2 separate regions of the Macaca mulatta genome follow, and region 1 is linked to region 2. A link is a contact called in public Hi-C data. All regions are on one chromosome and are shown on one strand. Each heading gives the region's core, a stretch centred on a gene start, on an enhancer-like site or on the middle of the called end of the contact. The rest is flanking DNA. Distances are from core to core; before and after follow the strand shown. Region 1 overlaps ANO10 (anoctamin 10). Region 2 has its middle 54 kb from the start of POMGNT2.

What was found. Hi-C and Micro-C count contacts between places; a contact is called where the count stands out from the background.
Region 1: a contact with region 2 is called in a Hi-C map of CD4 T cells, with 5 times the contacts expected there. The contact joins two enhancer-like sites. A contact is called at or near these places in 5 of 14 Hi-C or Micro-C datasets (CD4 T cells, blood, fetal cortex germinal zone and 2 more).

Annotation. Positions count from the first base shown.
Region 1 is chr2:106,842,904-106,849,805 of T2T-MMU8v2.0, reverse strand. All of the region lies in intron 11 of ANO10 (anoctamin 10), which reads left to right. Among named protein-coding and RNA genes, the nearest start is that of ANO10, 96 kb to the left of the region's middle. Within about 2 kb of position 5,410, at least 5 of the 40 cell types and tissues checked have an H3K27ac peak or open chromatin away from gene starts, as enhancers often do. A contact at or near this core is called in CD4 T cells, where this site is marked.
Region 2 is chr2:106,497,233-106,503,954 of T2T-MMU8v2.0, reverse strand. No RefSeq gene overlaps it. Among named protein-coding and RNA genes, the nearest start is that of POMGNT2, 54 kb to the right of the region's middle. Within about 2 kb of position 1,469, at least 19 of the 40 cell types and tissues checked have an H3K27ac peak or open chromatin away from gene starts, as enhancers often do. A contact at or near this core is called in CD4 T cells, where this site is marked.

The DNA of each region.
Region 1 (6,902 bases), core at 4,161-6,660, 340 kb before region 2:
TGGGAGCTTCAAGGAATGAAGGGCAGTGACTAACAGACATAAGCAGAAAAACAAACAAATGGGCTCTGCCTGACTCTGTTTATCCATAGTCATGATTTACCCGTGAAGAAAGATGCTTAAGTTTATTTTATAAAAGATTATTTTCAGTCAAAGATAGGGATTGGATGTTAGACGTTAATTTAATATGGAAGAGTTTATGCAGACTCTGCTCTAGGACTAAATAGAATTGGAAATGTCAGCCTAGAGCTAGGACATTGCTAAAACATTTTTCTGAGATTTTGCAGATACTGTCAAGTCAGTAAATAGATATATGGACTATATTTTGTGAATTTTTAAAAAATCTAATTTGTGTTACTAGAGCAGCAATAAAAAAGCTAAAATAACCATAATGTATAAATAAATTATGTTGGAAATATAATAATACTTTTTATTTTGTGCATGTTGCAGTCCATTATTTTATTGGCATTAACTCTTTTTGCATTAATTGACTTAAACCGATCGTCTTTAAAAATGAAATCATAAAGAGCATGAAATTTTGAATGTTGCTTATATTCACTAATTGGACACATAATCAAACTATACTATCTTGCTTATTAACAATTTTAATTATGCTATGAATTGGGATAAACAGGTAATTTTTGACACCTTGAGGACAGTATAATACTAAAACTAAATATGATTGTGTCCTAGTATTTTAAAATACCGTTTTTTCAACTGTAGCTGGAGATGTGAATAGCATACAGAATGTAAACCCTCCTGACTCAGTAAGAGGATTGTTAGAGAGTGTCTATGTAAATTTGATGGGTTTAATTAAGCATCAATTGAACCAAACGCATTTTTTGGCTGTCCAAGCTCACTCACTTCTTTGTACACAGTGGTATATTCATTTAGGTCTCAGGGATGTGGGAGAAGGTGCCATAATGTCTCCATGATTTTTTTTTTTAATTTAAATGTTTATTGAGATAATTGGAGATTCACATGCGGTTGTAAGAAATAATACACGGAGATTTGTATACCTGTTACCTAGTTTCCTGGATGGTGATATTCTGTAGAACTACAGAGCTGTGTCACAACCAGTATATTTACAATGATACAATCCACTGATCTTGTTCAGATTTCCCCAGTTTTACTTGTACTTATGTGTGTATATTTGTGTTTAGTTCTTTTTTTTTTTTTTTTGAGACAGAGTTTTGCTCTTATCTCCCAGGATGGAGTGCAATGGCACCATCCTGGCTCACTGCAACTTCTGCCTCCTGGATTTAAGCGATTCTTCTGCCTCAGCCTCCCCAGTAGGTAGGATTACAGGCATGCATCACCACGCCTGGCTAATTTTTTGTATTTTTGGTAGAGACAGGGTTTCACCATGTTGGCCAGGCTGGTCTCGAACTCCAGACCTCAGGTGATCCACCTGCCTTGGCCTCCCACACTGCTGGGATTACAGGCGTGAGCCACTGTGCCTGGCCTTGTGTTTAGTTCTCTACAGTTTTGTCACATGTATAGGTTCATGTATCTACCACCACCATCAAAATACGGGACTGTTCCATTACCATGGGACTCCTCACCCACCCCAATTCCTTACCCCTGATGACCACCAAAATCTGTTCTCTATATCCAAAATTTTGGTCTCTCAAAAATGTTATATAAATGAAATCATACAGTATATAACCTTTTGGGGTTGACTTTTTCATTCAGCAGAGTTCCCTGGAGATTCATTCAATATATGTGCATACGAGTAGCTTATTCCTTTTTATTGCTAATTATTATCTATGGTATATATATATACCACAATTTGTTTAAACATTCACCCACTGAAGGACATCTGGTCTGATTCCTGTTTTTGGCTATCACAAATAAAGTTGCTATGAACATTTTAGTACTGGTTTTTTTATTAAGTAAGTTTTTCTTTCTCTGGGATTAATGTTCAAAGGTAATATTGCTGGGTTGAATGGTATTTGCATGTTGAGTTTTATAAGAAACTGCCAAACTATTTTCCAGAGTGGTTTTACCATTTTATGTTCTCACCAGCAATGTGTGAGTGATCTAGTTTCTCCACATCCTTGCCAGAATTTGGTGCTATCACTAATTTTTATTTTAGCCATTTTGATGGGTATGTAGTGATATTGCATTGTAGTTTTACTTTGTGTTTTCCTGATGGCTAATGATGTTGAACAGCTTTTCAAGTGCTTATTTGCCATTGCTAAATCCTCTTCAGTGAAACGTCTATGTTTTTGCCCATTTTCTTTTTTTTAATTTTTTTATTATACTTTAAGTTCTAGGGTACATGTGCACAACATGCAGATCTGTTACATATGTGTACTTGCGCCATGTTGGTGTGCTGCACCCGTTAACTCGTTATTTATATTAGGTTTATCTCCTAATGCTATCCCTCCTCCCTTCCCCCACCCCATGACAGGCCCCAGTTTGTGATGTTCCCCTTCCTGTGTCCAAGTATTCTCATTGTTCAATTCCCACCTATGAGTGAGAACATGCGGTGTTTGGTTTTCTGTCCTTGCGATAGTTTGCTCAGAATGCTGGTTTCCAGCTTCATCCATGTCGCTACAAAGGACATGAACTCATCCTTTTTTGTGGCTGCATAGTATTTCATGGTGTATATGTGCCACATTTTCTTAATCCAGTCTATCATTGATGGACACTTGGTTTGGTTCCAAGTCTTTGCTATTGTGAATAGTGCCTCAGTAAACATACATGTGCATGTGTCTTTATGGCAGCATGATGTATAATCCTTTGGGTATGTACCCAGTACTGGGGTGGCTGGGTCAAATGGTATTTCTAGTAATAGATCCTTGAGGAATTGCCACACTGTCTTCCACAATGGCTGAAGTTTTTGCCCATTTTCTAATGAGTTTTTTTAGTTGTTGAGTTTTTAAAAATATTTCTGTATCCTAGGTAGTACTCCTTTGTTGGATATGTGGTTTGCAAATACTTTTTCCGAGTCTGTAGCTTCACATAAGCTTTGAAAAGTTTTTAATTTCAATGAGGTCTCTTCATGACTTTTTAATGTTTGGTCTTTTTTGAAAAATGGGGAGAAGTACCTTCACTAGAATTAGAGCATTTTTCTGTTTTAATTATTTTTATTCTTTTTTATTCTCTACCCTCTGCCCCTTGACTTTTACTCTCTCTTTAGCAACATAAACTTTTTCTTGGTTGTGAAAAATATTGTAAAGCATTAAAATTATACTTTATTTCAGTGTTCCTAGTGTTCTTTAATAAGGAACTTCACATTTTTCCCTTGCCTTTTACAAACACCTAGAACATTTCCTTTTCGTTTGATCACATTTTTTGCAAGCATTTGTTGGCAATTGTTTATGCTCTTCAACTGTTTCATGCTAACTATATAATCTTCCCCTTTTTCTTCAAAACTAGACCTGTGTGCAGATGGCATTTCATTTTTATCATAGAATAGTGACAGAACGGCCCCCTAGAACCCACAGAGAAAATCCCTGAGCTTGTATATTTATTTTCTCCAGTTATGAGAAGAAAAGGCTACCCTCATCCTTCAGGATTTAGAGATATGCCTTTCCTGAGTGTCCGTTGTCACTCTCCTACAGTCCACCATCGGAGGTTTGCTGTGTTTCCTTTTTTTTTTTCTTTTGTCTCTTGTGAAGGGGTCAGTCCTAGCTATGAGGGCATCCAGGCAGTGCTGGCTAGTCTGCTGCTAAACTTCCAGGGACCAGCAGCAGCAGGGGTTGTGGGAGGTATGCCTTGCACGTTTGACCCATCTGCATGTTGTGTCCAGTTGAAGAAGCAGCCCTGGGTAAGGATTGTGCCCCAGCTTCCCACATGGCCCGGACCTGTGGTAGGTGCCTGAGCCTCGATGAACACTTCGTGTTCCCTCCTGTGAAGAAGGGGAAGGGGAAGAATACAACCCACCCTGTCTCCTACGAAGGGCAGTCCAGAAAATTTCTCACATCCTTCTTTTTGTGGTATCTGACTCTAGTGAAAGAAGGTACCCAGTGACTTTCCTTGCTGTATGGATACGGAGAGAAATGTACTTATCAACTCTTGGGTAGATAAAAAGATAATGATACCAAGCCTACTGACAAAAAGCACCTTTTTTCTTATGAAACTGACATGACTTCTAGAATCTTCCAATAAGTAGGAATTAGAACTCATTCAGTTAATTCAATAGATATATTAACACCTACTTGATGCCAGACACTTTACTTGGCAGTGAGGATACAGCAGTGAACAGAAGGAAGGAAAACCTCTGTACTCGTGGAGTATATTTTAGGGGGGAAGATAGATGATAACGAGATGAAATGTATAGTATGTTAATCAGTGATAACCACTCAGGAGAAAAATAAGGTGAGGAAGGGAAATGGGAAGTACCATGGTAGGGGTGGTGGTACAGTTTTAAGGAAGTTGGTCTGAGAAAATGTCCTAGGGAGACTGATTTCTGGGTTAAGACCTGGAGTGAGTGATGGGAAAGCAATGCAGATACCTGGCGGAGGGGGGGCCTCTGGATATTCTGTTGACTATAAAATGCACAGGATATGAGCAAAGGCAGAGAGACCAGGTAGGAAGCCATGGCAATGACTTAGGACAGAGACAATAGTGTCCTGGACCAGGGCAGGAAATGTGGAGGTAGCCAAAGTGGGTGGGTTGTGGATAGATTTTCAAGGCAAAAAGAAGGATTTGATAATATGATGGAGGTGAGGGGTAACAAAAGAGAGACATCACAGATGACCCTCTGGTTTGGCCTGAGCACCTTCACAAATGGAATTGTCATTTCTGAGACAAGGATGACGCTGAGAATGGTTCGTGTCAAATAAGTCCTAGATAATACTGTAAGAGCATTATATCTTTATTTTAAAGGTGAGGATTAACACACATAGAGTAAAATGCATTAAAGTGTACTCATTCAAAATTATAGCTTTGCAGGAACACTGTATCTTAAACATCTTTTATTCATCATCGGAATTTGGGGGAAATATTTTTTCTTTGTTTCTTTAATAATTTACATCTTAAATCCTTTATCATTTTTAGCTGTTCTGAGAAACAAGGCACATGTCTCTCTGCTACAGATTGAAACATAAAATAATTTCTTCCACAAGTATCTTTTAGCCCTATTATACATACTCATAATATCCTGGCCCTATAGGGAGAATAAAGTATAATCTTTGCCCTCAGGGACCATATTATTTAGTTGAACATAAATAAATAATGTGAAAACTGCAGAATAATAACAAATTCAAACCCACTGGCTGACAGTTTTTCATTTCTTGACCTCATGAATGTGTATGTCACCTCCTTCTCTGGAATATCCATCACAAAATGACAGTGTTTTGGTTCTGTGATCTGAAAGATGACTTACTGAAAAGAGCATGTGAAGAAAATGTGTTATATCATTCCTGATGAGTAAGAAAGCCAACTGAGGCTTTGAAGCATGCCTCACATAAAGGGCTTTGATGTGGTATAATTTTGGGTTTCACTGGTACCTGAGTAAACCCATGTAGATGATGACATCTCATGAAAAACACATGCTTCTTAGTCAATTTACTAGTGAAATAGTGTTGAGGGAATCCAGCCTATAGGCAGTCCTCATGCTCAGCAGAAAAATGTTCTGACAATTAAAACAATTTTAATTTGAATCTTATTTTCTCATAGCAAAAGTGATGTGACAGAAAATTTTGATTCTAACTGGGGATCTGATGCCCAACATTTTATAGAAATTACCGTAAACATTGTACTTAATTACATTTATTTTCAAGTGTAAGTGGCATGCTATTTAGTGTAGAACTTAGATAGTATTTAAAAACTCAATGGCATTTTATTTATGCTAATCCTATCTCATACTATACCAGAGGCTGCTTTTGTTTTCATGCATTCTACTTAAGTTTTACTAAAGCAAACCAGAGCAACTCTCATGGCACTTAACAGAATTCAAAAGAACTTTGTTCAGATTTTTACCATCTTCTTTGAAAGAAACTTTGGACTGGTTGATAAATTTTTTGAAACGGATTCAAGAATAATTTTCTTTCTGCTGGGCACAGTGGCTCACACCTGTAATCCGAGCGCTTTGGGAGGCCAAGGTGAGAGAATCACGAGGTCAGGAGTTCAAAAAATACAAAAATTAGCCAGGCGTGGTGGCATGTGCCTGTAATCGAGCTACTCAGGAGGCTGAGGCAGGAGAATTGCTTGAACCCAGGAGGCGGAGGTTGCAGTGAGCCGAGATCGTGCCACTCTACCTCAGCCCGGGTGACAGAGCAAGACTCCATCTTAACAAAAAAAAAAAAGAATAATTTTCTTTCTGTCATTTCTCTGATATTTTGTTGAAAAGACTTTTTCCTCTAAACTACATAAACTAATGTGATTTTTTATGAACAGTAACTCTCTTAGCAATGGCAGAAAACTGTGCCATCATAGACAGCTACAGTTGCAGTCAGCTAGGTACCAATTACATTGCCCATCTGCTTCATAATTGTTATTTACGTTTCTTGGCAGAGATATTTCATGCTTCTCCTTTGCCTTTGATTTATTTGCATTGGTTTTTTTCACCTGTAGATCACACTTTAGATCTCCAACACTCTATCTATCTATCTATCTATCTATCTATCTATCTATCTATCTATCTATCTATCTATCCATCCTTATTTTTTGAGGCGGAGTTTTACTCGTCACCCAGGTTGGAGTGCAGTGGCGCAATCTCAGCTCACTGCAACCGCCGCCTCCTGAGTTCAAGTGATTCTTTTGCCTCAGCATCCCGAGTAGCTGGGATTATAGGTGTCTGCCACCATGCCAGCTAATTTTTGCATTTTTAGTAGAGACAGGGTTTCACCATGTTGACCAGGCTTGTCTCGGACTCCTGACCTCAGGTGATCCACTGCCTCGGCCTCCCAAAGTGCTGGGATTATAGGCGTGAGCCACCGCGCCCGGCCAAT
Region 2 (6,722 bases), core at 220-2,719:
AGCTTTTCACAGGCCATCTCACCTGAGTCACCATGGGGACAAAGTACAGGAGAACCTTGCCTTACCCTGCTCATGGGAGACTCCATCACAAGATCTTGTCTTCTGCAGAAGCAGGAGGCCCAGGAGACTCAGGATTCCACTCTGGCTCTGCCCAGAGTGTCGCATTGTAGAGGACAGGAGGATACCCTCAGGCAGCCCTTGCCTCTTACAGAATCAACACGGTCAATAGGAAGATGAGAGATGGGACTGGCTGGCTTGAAGTCCTGTCCAGCCCAGCCACTTATGATTGGGTTACCAATGAACACCTAGACCCTGTGTGAATATTCAGAGGTTGGGGAAGTGCACCCTCCTCAACCCTCACCCCTGCTCCCCACACAGGACACCAGTCCTCAGTTTGGTCTGGGAAGTCAAGTTGTCTGAGCTTGAATCCCACTCCACTTCCTACTGGCTATGTGACCTTGGGCAAGTTACTTAATCTCTCTGTTCCTCAGTTTCCTCACCTGTAAAATGGGGACAATGCTATTACCTACCTCAGGCAGTTACTGGGAGTGGTTCTAAGAGAGGTAACAGATATACAGTGCTTCCAACTGTGACTGGTAGACAATAACCACTCAAAAAATGTTAGCAATCAAAATGCTTTAGAGTTTAGCTGCTCTTAGCCTTGTCCTCTGCAGCCATTGTCTATCTTAACAGCAGGAAATCTGCTGGGGCTGGGGCACACTGAGCACTGTGCCAGGATGCCCACCACCTGGGGATGGGTGAGGAGATGGGCTGGTGGAACCCTGGAACTCTGCTCCTGCACTGTTTCCTGGGAGAAGAATTTGTGCCTGCTCCTAAGTGCAATATACGGAGCCCCATGACTTGGAGTCATAAAGATTTGCCTTTAAGTGCCTGCTCCTTATTGACTGTCCATGAGACCTTCATAAGGGTGAATTCCCTAACCTCTGGGTGTCGATTCGTTCATTTTAAAAATGGAAATCACAGTATGCACCACTTGCTGTGTTAGGGGAAAGATTAAATTGCTAATGCCTAAGACCTGATAAACACCACTGGCACCACACTAAGGATTCATTTTGGGTTGTACAAAGTGACATTCTGCTCTTACCTTTTCTCTTATCATAAAGAGCACCCCCCCGCCCCCCTCCCCCAGGTGCCCACCACCTCCACAGCCCTATTTCAAATAAAGGACATACCAAAGTTTCTGCAAATTTGGTCTTATTTAAAGCCAAGCAGAGGTGGCTTTTATGTGATGTGACATAAAAACTCAGACTGAGCCCTGTTTTGCTTTCTCTTTTGGCTGCTGACTTGAACTAGCCGCCTGTCTTCCCCTCAGACCGCGGGAGCCCGGGTTGCCAGGTAAAATCAGCACAAGTCTAAGGCTTCCCATCAGCTCAACCTGAGTTTCCTCCACTTATGCTGTCTGCAGTGGCTTCGGCATCCCGAGCCCAGGGGCCAAGGGTGCTGTGTGGCTGTGCTGACACACTTCCTTCCCCTTGAGTAACCCTGGGGCCTGGGATGCAGGAGAGGGAGCAAGTGAGCCAGTGCTCAGAGAACAGCCACCTACAAACCCCCAGGCGGGACCTCCTAAAAGGTTGCACTTAGCCTCTACAAAGAACCAGGCCCTTTTCCTCAGCGGAACCATTTCCAGAACGCAAAGCACCCTCTGGGGAGGTCCAGCTGCTGCGCCTTTGCCACTTCTCAGTGCTGAGCTGGTTTGGCAGGGAACGTGGCAGGCAGCAGTTGGCAGTCGCAAGGGTCAGAGGAGCATTCTGTGGCATTTTTACAGAGTCACGTTTCCGACTTGATTGAAAGAATCTTTAATAATATATAGGTTTTAAGTGACTGAGGCTTGCTCTTGCCAAATCCTAGCATAAAGCATATTTTTACAGCTGGGATGCTAAATCCCTGAAAGACGGCACTTACCATGGAAACGCTGACACAGCCTTTCGTTCCCTTCACAGTGATTAAAATCCTCATTTCAATTTTTTTTTCTTTATTTTGAGCTAGAGTCATTTGCAAGCCCAGGAATACATCTCTCTCTGAAAGAAAACGAAATGCTGCCCTCTGTCAGAAATAAAATGGAACTGCTTTTTTTTTTTTTTTTTTTTGAGACGGAGTCTCGGTCTATCGCCCAGGCTGGAGTGCAGAGGAGCCATCTTGGCTCACTGCAAGCTCCGCCTCCTGGGTTCACATCATTCTCCTGCCTCAAGCCTCCCAAGTAGCTGGGACTACAGGCGCCCGCCACCGCGCCCGGCTAATTTTTTGTATTTTTAGTAGAGATGGGGATTCACCGTGTTAGCCAGGATGGTCTTGATCTCCTGACCTCGTGATCCACCCACCTCAGCCTCCCAAAGTGCTGGGATTACAGGCGTGTGCCACCGCGCCCGGCCAAAATGGAACTGTTCTTAACTCATTGCAGTAGTACAAATCTTGCTTTGAAGCATCATGAAAACCCAGGAAATCAGGCTTTCTAGCCAGAGTAGAGACTCCTGCAGAACTTACCTTGTTTCCTAAGGAAAGTAAAACAGAGATGGAAAGGCAGGCAACCAACGGTGTGTTATCAAACAAGAGGCCCCTATGGGCACCTGGAGATTTAGCCTTTGAGGAATTCTGGGAGCCATTGTAGCCAGTGCATATCAGGGCCATCCTGCCTACAAGGTGGGATGCTCTGGGGTGTTTGTTCGCCAGTTCCCACCAGTCACTGGTTTCAAGCTGCCACACATCAATTCTCATGCATTTCTGGCCTGCTGGTCATTGCAGGCTCCAATGGCCAGAGGGAGCCCTCAGGCAAACAGATGCAGGTTTGGCAGTTGGAGGCCCAGCCCTCGAGCTGGTGAGGCCCAAGTGCATATAGGGAGCCCTGATCTGTCTGCTGAACCCACTCTCCATTATCCCTTTTATGCTCCTTTGGACTGTTTTATTTGCAAGTATATTTAATATGGTTTGGATGTTTGTCCCCTCCAAATCTCATGTTGAAATGTAATCCCCAGTGTTAGAGGTGGGGCCTAGTGGGAGGTGTTGGGGTCAAGGGGGCGGATCCCTGATGAATGACTTGGTGCCCTCCCCATGGTAATGAGTGAGTTCTCACTCTTAATTCACAGGAGAGCTGGTTGTTTAAAGGAGCCTGGCACCTGCTCCTTGCTCTCTTGCTCCCTCTCTCGCCCTGTGACATGCTGGCTTCCCTTCCCTTCTGCTATGACTAAAAGCTTCTTGATGCCTCATCAGAAACTAAGCAGGTGTGGGCGCCATGCTTCTTGTGCAGTCTGCAGAACTGAGAGTTAAATAAACTTCTTTTCTTTATAAATTACCCAGCCTCGGGTATTCCTTTATAACAACACAAAATGAACCAATACAATATTTCATTCCCTTGGGGTTCAGGGAATTCCCTCTGTTTATCCAAGTCTTATCATCTGTGCTGAACCAAAAGCTCAGTGATCCTACTAACCAAATGCCCAGGAATGTCCTTCTACCTTTCCACATCTTGTAATTGGAAAATCCGTAATTGACCCGGCCATATATCTTAATCTGCCAATGAGATCTCAGCAGTGTTTCTCATTTAATGGCTGATGTGGTCTCAAATTTCCCAACCCAACAAGGCTTCATTCAACTCTGCAAATCATATTAGAACTTGGCCTAATGAGACCTGAGCATTTCCCTGATTCTGCACATGGTCTGAGCTTGGCAACAGGGTTTTCCAGAGTGTTCCACAGATAATATTCCTGGAGAGATATTCCTAAGAATGGGGATCCAGAGATGAGATAAGCCTGGTAACATCACTAGGTATAGCACCCTCTTAAAGATCATAAGACCCACCAGGATATTAAAAGCTCCAAGAAGTCCTGCGGGGAATAAATCCAGTTAGCTTTGTTTAACTCAATGTTTTCCAACTTATTTCATCACTGGACTAGTTTTTCATGAAACATCTATTATCATCCTGTAACACACTGGATATAGTACACTTAAATGAATTTGTCTTTTGTTTCCCCCCCTTATTTTAGTGAATTTAAAAAATATTTTTATTATACAAGTACAACATGTTTCTTGTAGAAAGACTGGGCTGGGGGCAGTGGCTCACGCCTGTAATCCCAGCATTTTGAGAGGCCAAGGCGGGCGGCTCACAAGGTCAGGAGTTCGAGACCAGCCTGGCCAACATAGTGAAACTCCATCTCTACTAAAAAAAAAAAAAGAAAAAGAAAAAAAAAACAAAAAATTAGCTGGGCGTGGTAGCAGGTACCTGTAATCCCAGCTACTTGGGAGGCTGAGGCAGGAGAATTGCTTGAACCTGGGAGGCAGAGGTTGCAGTGAGCTGAGATCATGCCATTGCATTCCAGCCAGGGCAACAGTTTGAGACTCTGTCTCAAAAAAAAAAAAAAAAAAAAAAAAAAAAAAAAAGACTAAGACTAAAAAAATACAAATAAGGAAAAAAGGGAGAAAAGGCACCACGGCATAATTACTGTGAACATTTTGGGTTCTGGCAGAGCATGTGTCCACGTTTCAGCATTCCTTTGTGAGAAGCAGTTTTTATTATAACAAAAATTAATCTGTCTTCCCAGATTATGTTCAGTTTTATGACCCTTGATTCTAAGTAGCAGGTTTCATAAAAGAAAACACACATTCCAGCCAGCAACGGCCAAAGAACCATTCTGAATTATTTCCAAAACCCCAGGTGGAGGAAAATTCCTCTACCATATGTTGCACCTTTTATAGGAAGTGGCAGGCCAAGAAAATAAACGAATTGGTAGGAAGAGGAAAAAATGTGATTTCTCAACCATGGAAAAATATTTATTATAAAAAGGCAATAATGAAATACATTCAAGAATCTGGATGATTGTCTTTGGAAGATGAGCTCAAAGGTGACTTTCTTTGCTGCTGTAAAATCAAAGCATAAAGATAAGTATTTTGTAAAAAGCATCCTCTCTCCCCCCAAAAAACCAGCCACAGTAGGAATTAAAGCAGAGTAGGGAACACTGTGTCTTGGCTGGGGGAGAGAGAGTATTGCCTGGGAGGTGACACAGCCCCTGGGGTAGGGCCAGGTGCGTCTCTCCCAAAAAGCACTGGGCTTGCTGCATGACCTCCAGATGCAGCAAGCCTTGTGTGGGGCCATGGGTGGCTCAAGGGAATGCAGGAGGTAGAGTTAGTCACAATGACAAAATGCTCCCTGAAAACCTGAGCATATTTCTTCCCTAGGGGCTTTGCCCTGGCTAGCTGTTCCCTCAGCCTGGGATCATCTTTCAGATCTGAGCTTAGAGAGGGCCTCTGAGGAACCCAAGAGCACACAGCATTAGGGCAGGGCCAACATCTGCCTGACTGCAAATCCCACAGCCTCAAGCTTTGAGCTGTCACAGGGTTTTCAGACAGTTACAATTTAAGAAGGGAAGATTTCTGCCCTAAACTTGGCACATATGTGCTATCTGAAGTCCTGAAGAGAACATCTGATGCATAACTCCAGATCTCCTTCTTTTCAAGACAATGGCTTATCTGAAACGGCTGAAGACAACTCCGATTCTGTCTTTTGGACTGGAAGACCATTCTGGGAGAGTGGGGTACATGCTCTGTGCACACAGTCACAAGCCACAGCCCCCTTGCTGCTAGCCTGTCTCCCTTGCCCTCTTGTAGCAAGAGCCAGCCAGTCCTCCAGGCTCTGTGACAACACCGCACAACACATGGACTCAGAGGAAGTTCCTCCACGCAGAGCAAGCTGCCCACCAATGATGGCCACTGAGTGCCAACCAGATGCCACACTGCCCTGCTGCCGGAGGGGGAACCTGGAGAGCAACAACGCTCGCTTTCATTTTATCTCATCTTCTTGTGTCAACTCCTCACAGCGCTCTCCCTGACCCCCTAGGTAACACAGCAGCCCTTGTCACTGTCAAACCCCTGATCCCCCTTTACTTTTCTTCTTAGCATTTATCACTCCCTCATGTCATGGTGTCTCTCTCTCAAGGTGTTCACCTTGATTCTCCAGCACCCAGAACGCTGCCTGGCACCAACACATGCTCGATAAATGTCTGTTGGCTGAATGTCTGCCTGTCCTTACAGTACGATGGGTACATATCAGAGCATCAGGAGTCCAGGTAAGGGCAGGTTGGGTGATTCAGTCAGTTTGACTCCAGTCAGAATCCTGACTCCTTCTTTAGTTATTGCAGTAGGCATCGGCTGTCAGAACAACAGTGGATGACACTCAGGGACCTGGACTGTAGCCCCCTTCTCCTCTGTGACCTCCAGCAAGTCCCTTCCTCTCTGCCCATCAGCTTCCTCACTTGGAAAAAGAAGTGAGATGGACTCTAAATATCTTAGGGTAGGTTTCTATCCCCAAGGCAAGCACTGAAAGAAAAGTGGTTGATTAGGAAAGAAAACCAGTAGGGGAGTGGGAGGGTGGGTGTGACCAGCTAGGAGGAGGCCACGCAAGGGTACAGTGTCAGGCAAAGTGCCCTGGAGGCTTCCCCTTGGCTTCATCTTGCAGGGAACCCTGGGGACAGTGCAGGTCACACCCCAGAGTATCTTGATCAGGGTGAGGGGCTGGAGCATGTACCCCTGCGTTGTCATCCTTGGTCAAGTGCATCCCTAGAGGGCTGTAAATTCCAGGCATTTCCAGCCCTCCATAAGCACAGGCAGAGTGGACTCCAGCAGGCTGCTGCCAGCCCTCCCTCAGATAGAGACACAAATGCTGCCTATTGGGGTGGGGATGGTAAAGGGAACGACGGCAATATGGGTGGAGTGTT